2 separate regions of the Xenopus tropicalis genome follow, and region 1 is linked to region 2. A link is a contact called in public Hi-C data. All regions are on one chromosome and are shown on one strand. Each heading gives the region's core, a stretch centred on a gene start, on an enhancer-like site or on the middle of the called end of the contact. The rest is flanking DNA. Distances are from core to core; before and after follow the strand shown.

The links. A called contact is a pair of places that touch in the nucleus more often than the background predicts.
Region 1: a contact with region 2 is called in a Hi-C map of gastrula embryo, with 2.2 times the contacts expected there. The contact joins two enhancer-like sites. A contact is called at or near these places in 5 of 5 Hi-C or Micro-C datasets (brain, gastrula embryo, liver and 2 more).

What each region holds. Positions count from the first base shown.
Region 1 is chr8:77,213,567-77,218,370 of UCB_Xtro_10.0, reverse strand. No RefSeq gene overlaps it. Among named protein-coding and RNA genes, the nearest start is that of ppp1r14a, 4.5 kb to the right of the region's middle. Within about 2 kb of position 1,385, at least 3 of the 11 cell types and tissues checked have an H3K27ac peak or open chromatin away from gene starts, as enhancers often do. A contact at or near this core is called in gastrula embryo, where this site is marked.
Region 2 is chr8:77,179,035-77,184,406 of UCB_Xtro_10.0, reverse strand. No RefSeq gene overlaps it. Among named protein-coding and RNA genes, the nearest start is that of ppp1r14a, 30 kb to the left of the region's middle. Within about 2 kb of position 2,751, at least 4 of the 11 cell types and tissues checked have an H3K27ac peak or open chromatin away from gene starts, as enhancers often do. A contact at or near this core is called in gastrula embryo, where this site is marked.

The DNA.
Region 1 (4,804 bases), core at 136-2,635, 35 kb before region 2:
ATAAGGATTAATCATATCTTAGTTGGGATCGATTACAAGGTACTGTTTTATTTCTACAGAGAAAAAGGAAATCAGTTTTAAAGTACTGAATTATTTGATTAATATGGAGTCTATGGGAGATAGGCTTTCCATAATTCAGTGCTTTCTGGATAATGGGTTTCCGGATAAGGGATCCCATACCTGTAAATATATTTTTTTTCAATGAGTTCAACTAATTAATCCTGTAAATAACAATTTATATAAACCTAGGAAATAACTTAAAACAACTTCCCGATAAATTCATTATTTTATTTTAGGAAATATGATGAGTAAGTGTAATGATTTTCTCCCCAGCAGAACACCTCCTGGATTGTGACAAATATACTGCTGCTGAAGAAGACAATTATTTGTGAGCTAAGACTCCCTCTTTTAGGCCTTCCTCTTGTAAAAAAATTTCTTTTAATTCTCATCGAACTAATGGTAGTCCCATGGTTATGGTTGCTGTATCTTAGGCCTAAAATGTACTAATAGTTATGATTTATTTATAGGTAATGCTTCCTACGCCCAAAGTACCATATATTGACACTGCTGGTGTTAGTAAAAAATATATCCAAGTCCATATCCTCCAACTATAAGTATGAAAGAAATGGAACTTCATAACATAAAAGGTATATATATTTATTGGGAATTAGGTCCAATTAATGACCTAATGGCCAGGAGTGTACTGTACTTATGGCATTGACATGTTTATGGCTTATGCTTTCTACTTCCAAAATATATGAATGTCTGTGACATTAATGGATTGTATATCCTCCTAGGCCCAAAGTGTTCAGTCCAGTTTCCATGGGAAAGCCATTCTTATGTCCTAGTTGCTGACCCTTTTGTAGTAACTTTCCAAAAGGTAAAACTGAGGGCTCAGAAACTGATAAAACCAACATTTAATACTATTCAGTATGACACATGAGCCCAACTTGTGTGGGGCCAGTGGAAAAATAACGATGGATAAGGAAGCAAAGCAGGGGAAATCCAAAAGGCTAATTCTTGCACAATAACATAGTTTATAGTAGGACCAATATACCTGCCATGATATCACTTAGGCTTAAACCCTGGTGGCATTGAGACTGCTAGTCTTATTACAGTTTTTCACTTTTATAAAACCAGTTTTGCCTGGTTGCTATACAAGTACCAGGATAGTCACTGATAAATTGCTCTCAAGATATTGAGCAAACCAGGCTGTAAGGGTGCAGTTTAAAATGCAATAGAAGTTTTTTGCTCTAGAGAGATCATACTAACTGTGAAATATGATATTGGATGCAAGAGCTATTAGGTAATTCAAAGCAGCAATCCAACCAGTTTTGGGCACACATATTGCTCATCTAGAAACCTGTCTGGCAAGTTGTATATAAAAGACGCACCCTAAACAGTGACGCATTCTGCTGTGAACTCTTTAGCTTCTGGAGGAAAGCTACATGTGTAATGGGAACTTAGCCATATAAAAGGTGCTGTGGGGAATCAGCTAATGATTTGCATCTGTTTACCTGAGATTTATAAAAGTAACTTTCACTTTATATATGGAAAAAATGGTTCTAAGACAGACAGATAGATGGTTGATAGATAGATCTATGAGTGGCAGTTTGTTTACCAAATACCACTCCCATTTTACAAAATTTGTCAGGTTAATAAAGGTTTAAACACATTTCTGGGGGGTTTCGGGTCTTGTTTTATGTGTTGTTATAGGTTTGCTAAAAAAGGTAAAATTGCCCTTTAAGCTTCAATTCTCAGTTCCCCCAAGAGACCTGTTTAGCTTATCAGTTACAATTGTATCTAGGTGCAGGTATGGCTTGTTAAAATTTCTGGGCTCTCTGCCAAAAGCTACATATTTAATTAAGTTTGAGAAACATTGTATCTTTTTTAGCATTCAGTGCAGGAGTTCAAAGGGAAATGAGGGACTTTTCAGTAAGAATCTGGGAAGGCAGGCTGAGCTGTTTAGATCGAGACTGTCCCACGAAAATCAGCACAGTTGGGAGGTATGAATAGGAATGTTCACACTTTCATATTTTTTTTACTTCTCTCTGGATCAATCAAATATGAAAGGAAATGCCAGAGCCAATTTTGAATCTCAGTCCAGATCTTGTTAGTAGCTCTGCATTGCACAAGACTTCTATTTTAAATCTGCCTTCATGCCACAACCTCCTGCCAAAGCAGTCCTGCAGCAGGATAATTTCCAGCGGCACACATTTTTTCTCTGCTGGCATATCAGTGCCATGTTAGTGTGCACACAAGGGGTGAACAAAAACTCATCAGGCTTTTTTCTGCTGGTTTATGATGAACTGTGTACCACTAGCCTTACAATACCACGCCAGGGGGCATGAGTTAGCAGTCACTGGGCATGCAGTGATTGTATTGGGACAAGGTGTAGTGGTTATACAATAAAGAGACAAGGTAAAGAAGCAAGAAAATCCTTTTTATTTATTTTATTTGAATAGAATAAACAATTAAAAATGAATTGTTCCATTTATATAAATATATGTTCCCATCTCGCTATAAAATATGCCAATTTGTTGCAATACTTACATAGCGACTTTATTATATACATTGCCATACATAGAAATAACTACAGGGTATTTGCTTATGCAGGCTGACAGTGGAGCAAATCTTTGCCTGGTATAGATATCCACTCTTTTAAAATTTCAATCACATGCAATAGAAGAGTGTGTATATTTAAGCCCCTGTCCTGTACATGTGCTGCAGTTTCCCTTGCAGGAGCAACTTGCACCATTTGTGTGCACAAGTTTGGGCCTGATAACAGTGGATTAAATTATGCTGGAATTCTGAGAAGGAATGTTTTATTGTAAATAAAAAAAACCTGTGACATTTTTTGTTCTTTGCACTGCTTTAGAAAATATGTCAATTATAAAAAAAAAAGGAGGAGCACTATAAAAATCTACTCTACATCAAACAAGTAGTTATTTATAGAAAAGTTAAAATGTACTCAGTCTTTTAGACTATTTATTTTTATAATAAATTATGTTTTTTTTAACAAATGTAGTTTGGAGCAGATTTTAATAGTGCCTATTCTTTTTTCATAATTGTTGTGTCTATGGTGTCTGTCCTTCAAATTTCTGAAGGCTCACCTCTTCCCCCAGCTGGAAGCTTAGGGCCGTGCATCTACTACTTTGGGAAGCCTGTTACTCAACTATGGTAATGCTTATATTATTATCATGTGTTATTTATATAGTGCAGACATTTGCAAAGTGTTGTATAGCCCTATCACATTCACACAAAGTAGTTTAGGGTTTATCAGGACTCATTTGACCTGGCTGTTTATTATTATTATCATCATGTATTAATAATGCCAACATATCCCACAGTGCTGTACAATAATTGGATGTATACATTAAACGTACAAGACAACAAACAAAGACAACCAATAAAAGAGGTAGAAAGGGCACTGCCCAATAGATATTAAAAGTATGTTTTTGGAGTGAACCCACTGAGCCACCATGCTTGGGTGCATACACAGGCCAGTAAGCAGCGTTTCTATTTCGATTTTGTTTATGGGGTCCTTCGCCGTTTTTATTTTTTGCCAAATCACATACTAGCACCTGCTTTTAGGCCACTGGGAGCAACATCAAAAGATATGGTGAGCATCTTGCTTACAAGTCACTGGTTGGAGATTACTGGTTTATGGCATCCTATAGCAGCCCCTCTGACATTTGCCAGAACCTACAGATTTCCAATCTGAGCATGATATAAATAAATATATATATTACAAAAAAACATGAATATCCTGTAAATTAAGTCCTTATAAAAGGTGCTTAGTGATGTCATCAATTGGAATATAAATATCTGATGCTTGAATGTGATAATCCCAACAAATGACCTTATGTATCTAGTTTGTTTCAAAATTTTCCATTCCAGACTAGAATGAGAAGCACTCGATGCAGGGACAAAGGAATTAAAAAAGGAACCAATATAGTATAGTATTTAAAATAAAAGATTATAACTTACCCTGTGGAACACACATGCACACACTTCAGATAAATATATAAATCCCAACAGATAACCTTCTGTCTAATTAAAACATCTGCTCATAAAACGATTACTGTCAGCATCTTAACACTGAGCTTCAATAAATTAAAGGCATGGTCCTGATTGCATTAACCCTGTAGTGGTTTATTTTCATGGAAATATAAGATCTGTGTGCAACTTAGTGTTGGGGATAAAATTACATATTCTTTTAAAAAGAGTATAATACCATTACAATTGACCCATACAACGGGGTCAATTTAATAGCGTTTAGTGGTAACCCTGTGAATGGAAGACATGCATAAAAAAAAATACAGAATTATTAATCTCATAAAATCATTCCCTCCCTAAAATCATGGTGTAACATAAAGTGTCCCATGTAAAGATTTAAAAGCACAATGTGGGAAAATGGCAACTAAGTGGAAATTAGTTAAAGGAAAACATGTTTTTTTTTTTCAAAATGCATCCGCTGGTAGAGCTTCTCCAGCAGAATCCTGCATTGCAATCTGTTTTTCAAAAATGGGGCTGCTATAGGATGCCATAAACCAGTAATCTCCAACCAGTGGCTTATAAGCAAGATGCTCATCATATTTATGATGTTGCTCCCAGTAGCCTAAAAGCAGGTGCTAGTATGTGATTTGGCAAAAAATAAAAACAGCGTAGGACCCCATAAACGAAATAGAAACACTGCTTACTGGCCTGTCTATGTACCTAACAAGCATGGTGGCTCATTTTCACAAGATTTTATGGAATGAACACAAAAAGTGGATCATCTGTTTTCCCCTGCCTGTGTTTT
Region 2 (5,372 bases), core at 1,502-4,001:
CACATAACTGCTGAAATTCAAAACTGGATAAAAAACTACCAATAGTAAAAAATTAAGACCAATTGCAAATTGTCTCAGAATAGCACTGTCTACATCATATTAAAAGCTAACTCAAAGGTGAACAACCCCTTTAATTAGCTGTGCAGACTGTGGATATAATATCTGGCTGGTATTAAAGGGGTGTGGCAAAGAAACAGGCAAGTTGTGGGCAGTGATCCTTTCTGGGGTTCCAGTGCTGTATGAAAGCAAAAGGCATTGTTGGATGGGTGGAAAATACTGACCTTGAGTGGTTGACAATAAAAACAGTACACCTACTCTTTTAAATTACAGTGAGTTCTTTCAGTGAGTGGTATATTTAGCCTGTATATATTGCCGGCCTATGCTAGTAAAACTGTAAATTGTGCATGTGCTTGGGCTCAGTTCAGATTTAGGCTACACACTAAACTGCTTTCTGTATGGGAAATTATAAACATTCAGACCAATCACATACTGTATTTTCAGCCACTAAGGTACCTAAAAGGATCACAGACCCAGACTGGCAATCTGTGGATTCTGACAAATGCCAAAGGGGCTGCTGTAAGACGCCATAGACAGTCACTATTTAGGGCCTGTGGGGGCTGTTTGGACCTCTGGGCTTAATTTAAATCTCAGTCCAGGCCTGAAGGGGCAGTTCACCTTCACAAAACCTGGTGTGTTTTCAAATACTACACCACAAAGAATGGATTTTTTTTTAACTGTTTAAGTTTTTTTAATGTTTTCTTTCCAAAGCTATTGGTTGCTGCATATATAATACAACAGGGAATGCAGATTAGTGATGCAAAACACTGTGTAATCACTAGAAAGTGAGCTACTGCCATTACCTACATTCTATTGTTAGTACAGGTATTATGATTAACACTGCCTAAGTGACATCTTACCATCCTTTATTTTCACAGCCCTGACATGTCATGCAGCGATTTGGTGACAATGTTCATAATTATCTGTCACAGTGAAGCTTACAGTCTCAGTTTACTTTTTCCATGCGCCCTAAGGCCAGTATCATAATGAACCAGTTAACTGGCCTGTAAGGGTTTTCTATAGTATGAGAGGGAACTGGAACATCCAGACATGGACATAGACTATACCCAGATCAGAAACAAACCCACTTTCTGCAAAGAGCTTGTATGTCCTTCCTGCGTCTGTGTGGGTTTCCTCTGGGTACTAAAGTTTCATCCCACACTCCACTAACATAAAGGCAGGTTATTTATCTCTTAAGTGAATTGTTCATAGTGTGTATGAATTTAAAAGTAGGGACCCTATGACTGTAAGCTGCCCTAGGGCAGGGACTCATGGGAATAATATATAATCTCCCTAAAGCTCTGTGTAAATGTGTTGGCGCTATATAAATAAAGGATAACAATGATAATAACCCAGGGCAGCATTGCTAACCACCACACCACTGTGCCACCCATTATATATCCCTAAATGGTATCACCTCTTGGCCCCTGAGATTTATCCTTCTGTTTATACTACAAAATCCTCACTTTGTTTCACAAGGCAAACCAAAGCATTGGATTCATTATGCCATATAGCCATATTAAGTGAAGTTTAAAAAGAAACAGATCGCTTTACTGTTCAGCTGTGCTATCATCCCTGGGATTTACTCACTCTGGGGGCCTTTACATGCCGGCATGTTGCACATCTGCCTTGACTGTAAATTAAAGGCAAGCGAAATAAGGAATAACAATTTAAAATTTAAAAATAGCTAAACTTTTTTCATGATGAGATTATTTTGCATTGTGGCTAAAGTGAATGGCATTTGGCAGATTGCACAATTTAGCTCATTAATATCCTAGTTCCATTCTTTTCTTCTGCCAACCCCAGGTTTTCTTGAATTCACAGGGCCGGATTTCTACTTGGGGCGCCCCAAGGCTGCCCCCATTCGGCGCCGCCGCCGCGAATGCGCATGCGCCTAACTTGCGCATGCGCCAAACGTAGACCTCCCATATGGAGCAGTGGGGAGATGTCCCCATTGCTCCGTATGGGAGCAAAATGTTAAAATTTGCTTGCGGCGGGGCGGCATGCCGCCCCTGTGTATGTGCCGCCCTAGGCCCGGGCCTTTGTGGCGCATGCGCCAAACGTAGACCTCCCATATGGAGCAGTGGGAAGATGTCCCCATTGCTCCGTATGGGAGCAAAATGTTAAAATTTGCTTGCGGCGGGGCGGCATGCCGCCCCTGTGTATGTGCCGCCCTAGGCCCGGGCCTTTGTGGCCTCGCCACAAATCCGGGCCTGTAAATTCAGCGAATGTTTACTGCTTGGATTTTCAGCATATATACAAGGGTTTTCAGCCTCATCTTTTGCTATGATACATTTCACCATTTCTCTTGAAATAATGTCCACTAGTTCAAGTGAGTTTTGAACGATAAGTCATCCAGTACCCAGTTATGTCCGTGTGGTGCATCTCCTATAAACCCAGTAGTGACCAGTGCATTTATTTGTTGAACCCAGCTCAATCTAAATTTTTTCTTTTAGCTTACAAACTCTGACCAGATATAGCCTCTTTGTTGTATATGTTGTTGTATATGTTCTGTGTGTGTTGTATAGTACTGCACATGTTGCAGCATTTAAAAATACCAGATAATACATGTATAATTTGTTTGTTGTGTCGGCCTGTTTGCCTAGTCTCAGAATCTGAGTACAACAGGACAGATCGGGGCTGTTTATACAGTCTAATAGCATTCAGATGCTGCTATGTGAGGAATTTCCACTGGTTATACTGGTTTTACTGGAATGTGACAAAGGCTGGCAATAAATCCTTTATTAGCGGCCTTTAACACCCATAAGTCTGTATAGATGGAGAAGCAGGGGGCACGCAGTGTGACCACAGTCACACTATAAGGTTTTTCATTCTGTCTCAGAATTTTTTTTAAAAAAAGGCAGTTCCAAGAAAAATAAGTGTCTTTCCTTGGTCCTTTCCCACAGTGCATGTTTTTGCACCAGTATGTAAAAACATAACTTGTGTTTGACCACAAACAGAACAATGTGCCGAGGCCTGTCGCATGTCCCTGTTTAGGATGAGCCAGGGATACAGTAATGCCAATGGCACGCAGGGTGATTTGACCACTGATTTCATCAGGTGAAAAAGTGTTATGGACAAAAAGCAAATCTGTTAGAAACTCCCCATAATTATGAGCAGAACAGTGGTTCAGTGGGTAGCACTTTTACCTTGCAGCGCTGAGTTCAATTCCAGCTTCACTACCATCTGCAAAGAATTTGTGTGTTCTCCCTGTGTTTGGGTGAATTTCTTCCCACACTCTGAAAACCAGATACACTTGATCCTCCTTTCTTATGTGTCTTACCATGTAGCACTCAATCTCTTCATATCTATATATATTTATCTATTTTATTTATTATAATGCTTGCCTTCCTTATGTGTACTTCTCTATATTGTAAAACTATACAGTGCTGTGAATCCATTTAATGTTTTATAACTGTTTAATAGAAATCACATTCTGTAACCTTGCACACTTCTGACCTCTAGTGGAATCTCTAGAGAATTACAAAAGAAGCAGGAGTCCTTGCACACCAGAGGGCTCATCTACTCAAGTGCTATGTGCAAAACATTTAATCACAACCCACAGTACCCTGTGGTTTTTTAATCACGTAACTATAAAGAGTATTGCAAAATGTCAGAGTGCACACCTAATCAAAAACAGTGCAGAAAACTGGAGAAAACCCATTCAGCAACTCCAAAAATAATCACAAAAGCAAAAAAAGTATCTGCACACTCAAAGAAAGTAAATACAAAAGAAAAAATGTATTAATTACAAAATAATAGAAAATAAAGCCCATTTCAACCCAACAAAGAGTCTTCATCAAGGGCCAAAAATAAAAAAAGGGGCAGAAAGAGAAAATACTCACAGCAAAATTTATACCCTTGCCTCTTTACCCAGGATTCCGCTCAGTTTTCGTGTGCTGCAGAAAACGCCTAGCGTACTTCCACAGAACCTGTGAGTGGTGGGGCCCAGGACCTTAGAGGGCTTAATGTTAAGCATGTTCAAAATATATAGGTAAAATAGTTTAAAGGAATACAGTCATGGGAAAACATGTTTTTTTTTCAAAAAACTTCAGGTAATAGAGTTGTTGCTTTTTGTTGTTGTATACAGGGGTTGAAGGATACATATGAAAAGGGGGGTTTGGATGAAAAAACTTTTGATGAGGCCCATAAATGTGTTTCAAATTACAAAACATATTATTTTAAGTTCCCTGCTCCCCCCATTTCTCTGGATAGTGAAGACGACATCCCTCGGAAGCAGCAGGGTGATACAAATTAACCCCAGGATCAGGACTGTTGATAACAAACTTATACTTGGCAGGTTGGCATGTTTTGGTACAGCCCACACCACACAGGATTTAGTGCAAATAATGATAGGGGTTGGACATCTTTGCTGGTAAGACAAGGATGTCAGGAACATTCAGTATGTAAAATGTGGTCTCAGAAAACCCCAAAGGAAAATCCATGGAAGACTGCCTGGGTGATAATTACTATGACTGATGAGGTTAGAAGGTTGGCAGATTTCCATTTCAGAGAATGAGCTCTGAGATAAAGACAAATAGACTTAATTCTGACTGTTATGATTGTGCCCCCATCCAGTAAATGGCCTGCAAGGAAAATACTGACAGATCCACTGGATAGATTACTTCATCTTGCATGCATCTTGCCTTGTATAAAACAATTGTTCAAGATCTCAGTTTTACTGGGCAGTCATAATATCAGAGGGATGGAAGCATGTCAAGCCGCTGGTGACCTAGGCAGAGTAAGGATGCACAGGAATAAAGCAATATATTTTATTTACTGCAAGCACAAAATCAGAGCAGGATTGCCCCTCCCCTGAAACCCACCTACCTTATACTGTGGCTACTAGGTCAGCCATCAGCCCATTCATTGCTGGAGCCCTGCAAACCTATTTTTAGTGTTTGCTTAATGGGTTTCTGGTGGCAACCAGCAGGTCTTAACTGAGCATGAAAGGAAACATCAGAACCTTATTCATAATATAATCCAATCTATAGCATGTTGCTAGTACAGAACCCACATGGTCCATGTGGTCCAGGCCCACCACCAGTTGTCATAGTAGGCATGCTCCTGTAGGGATACTCCCTGACCAAGAAGCAAAACCAGTGCCAGTGAGCGCCTCAGTGGTTGCCCCTCCGAAAACAAACTTGGGCTTCTCCTGTAGGCATATTTCTTGACCCAGAAAACAAAACCAGTGCCAGTGAGCGCCTCAGTGGTTGCCCCTCCATTAAAATGGGCTTTGCTTGGTTTATCCCCAAAGCCAGAAAGCAAAATCTGTGCCAGGTGGATTCCCAGTGGTTGCCCCCACACAGTCCCAG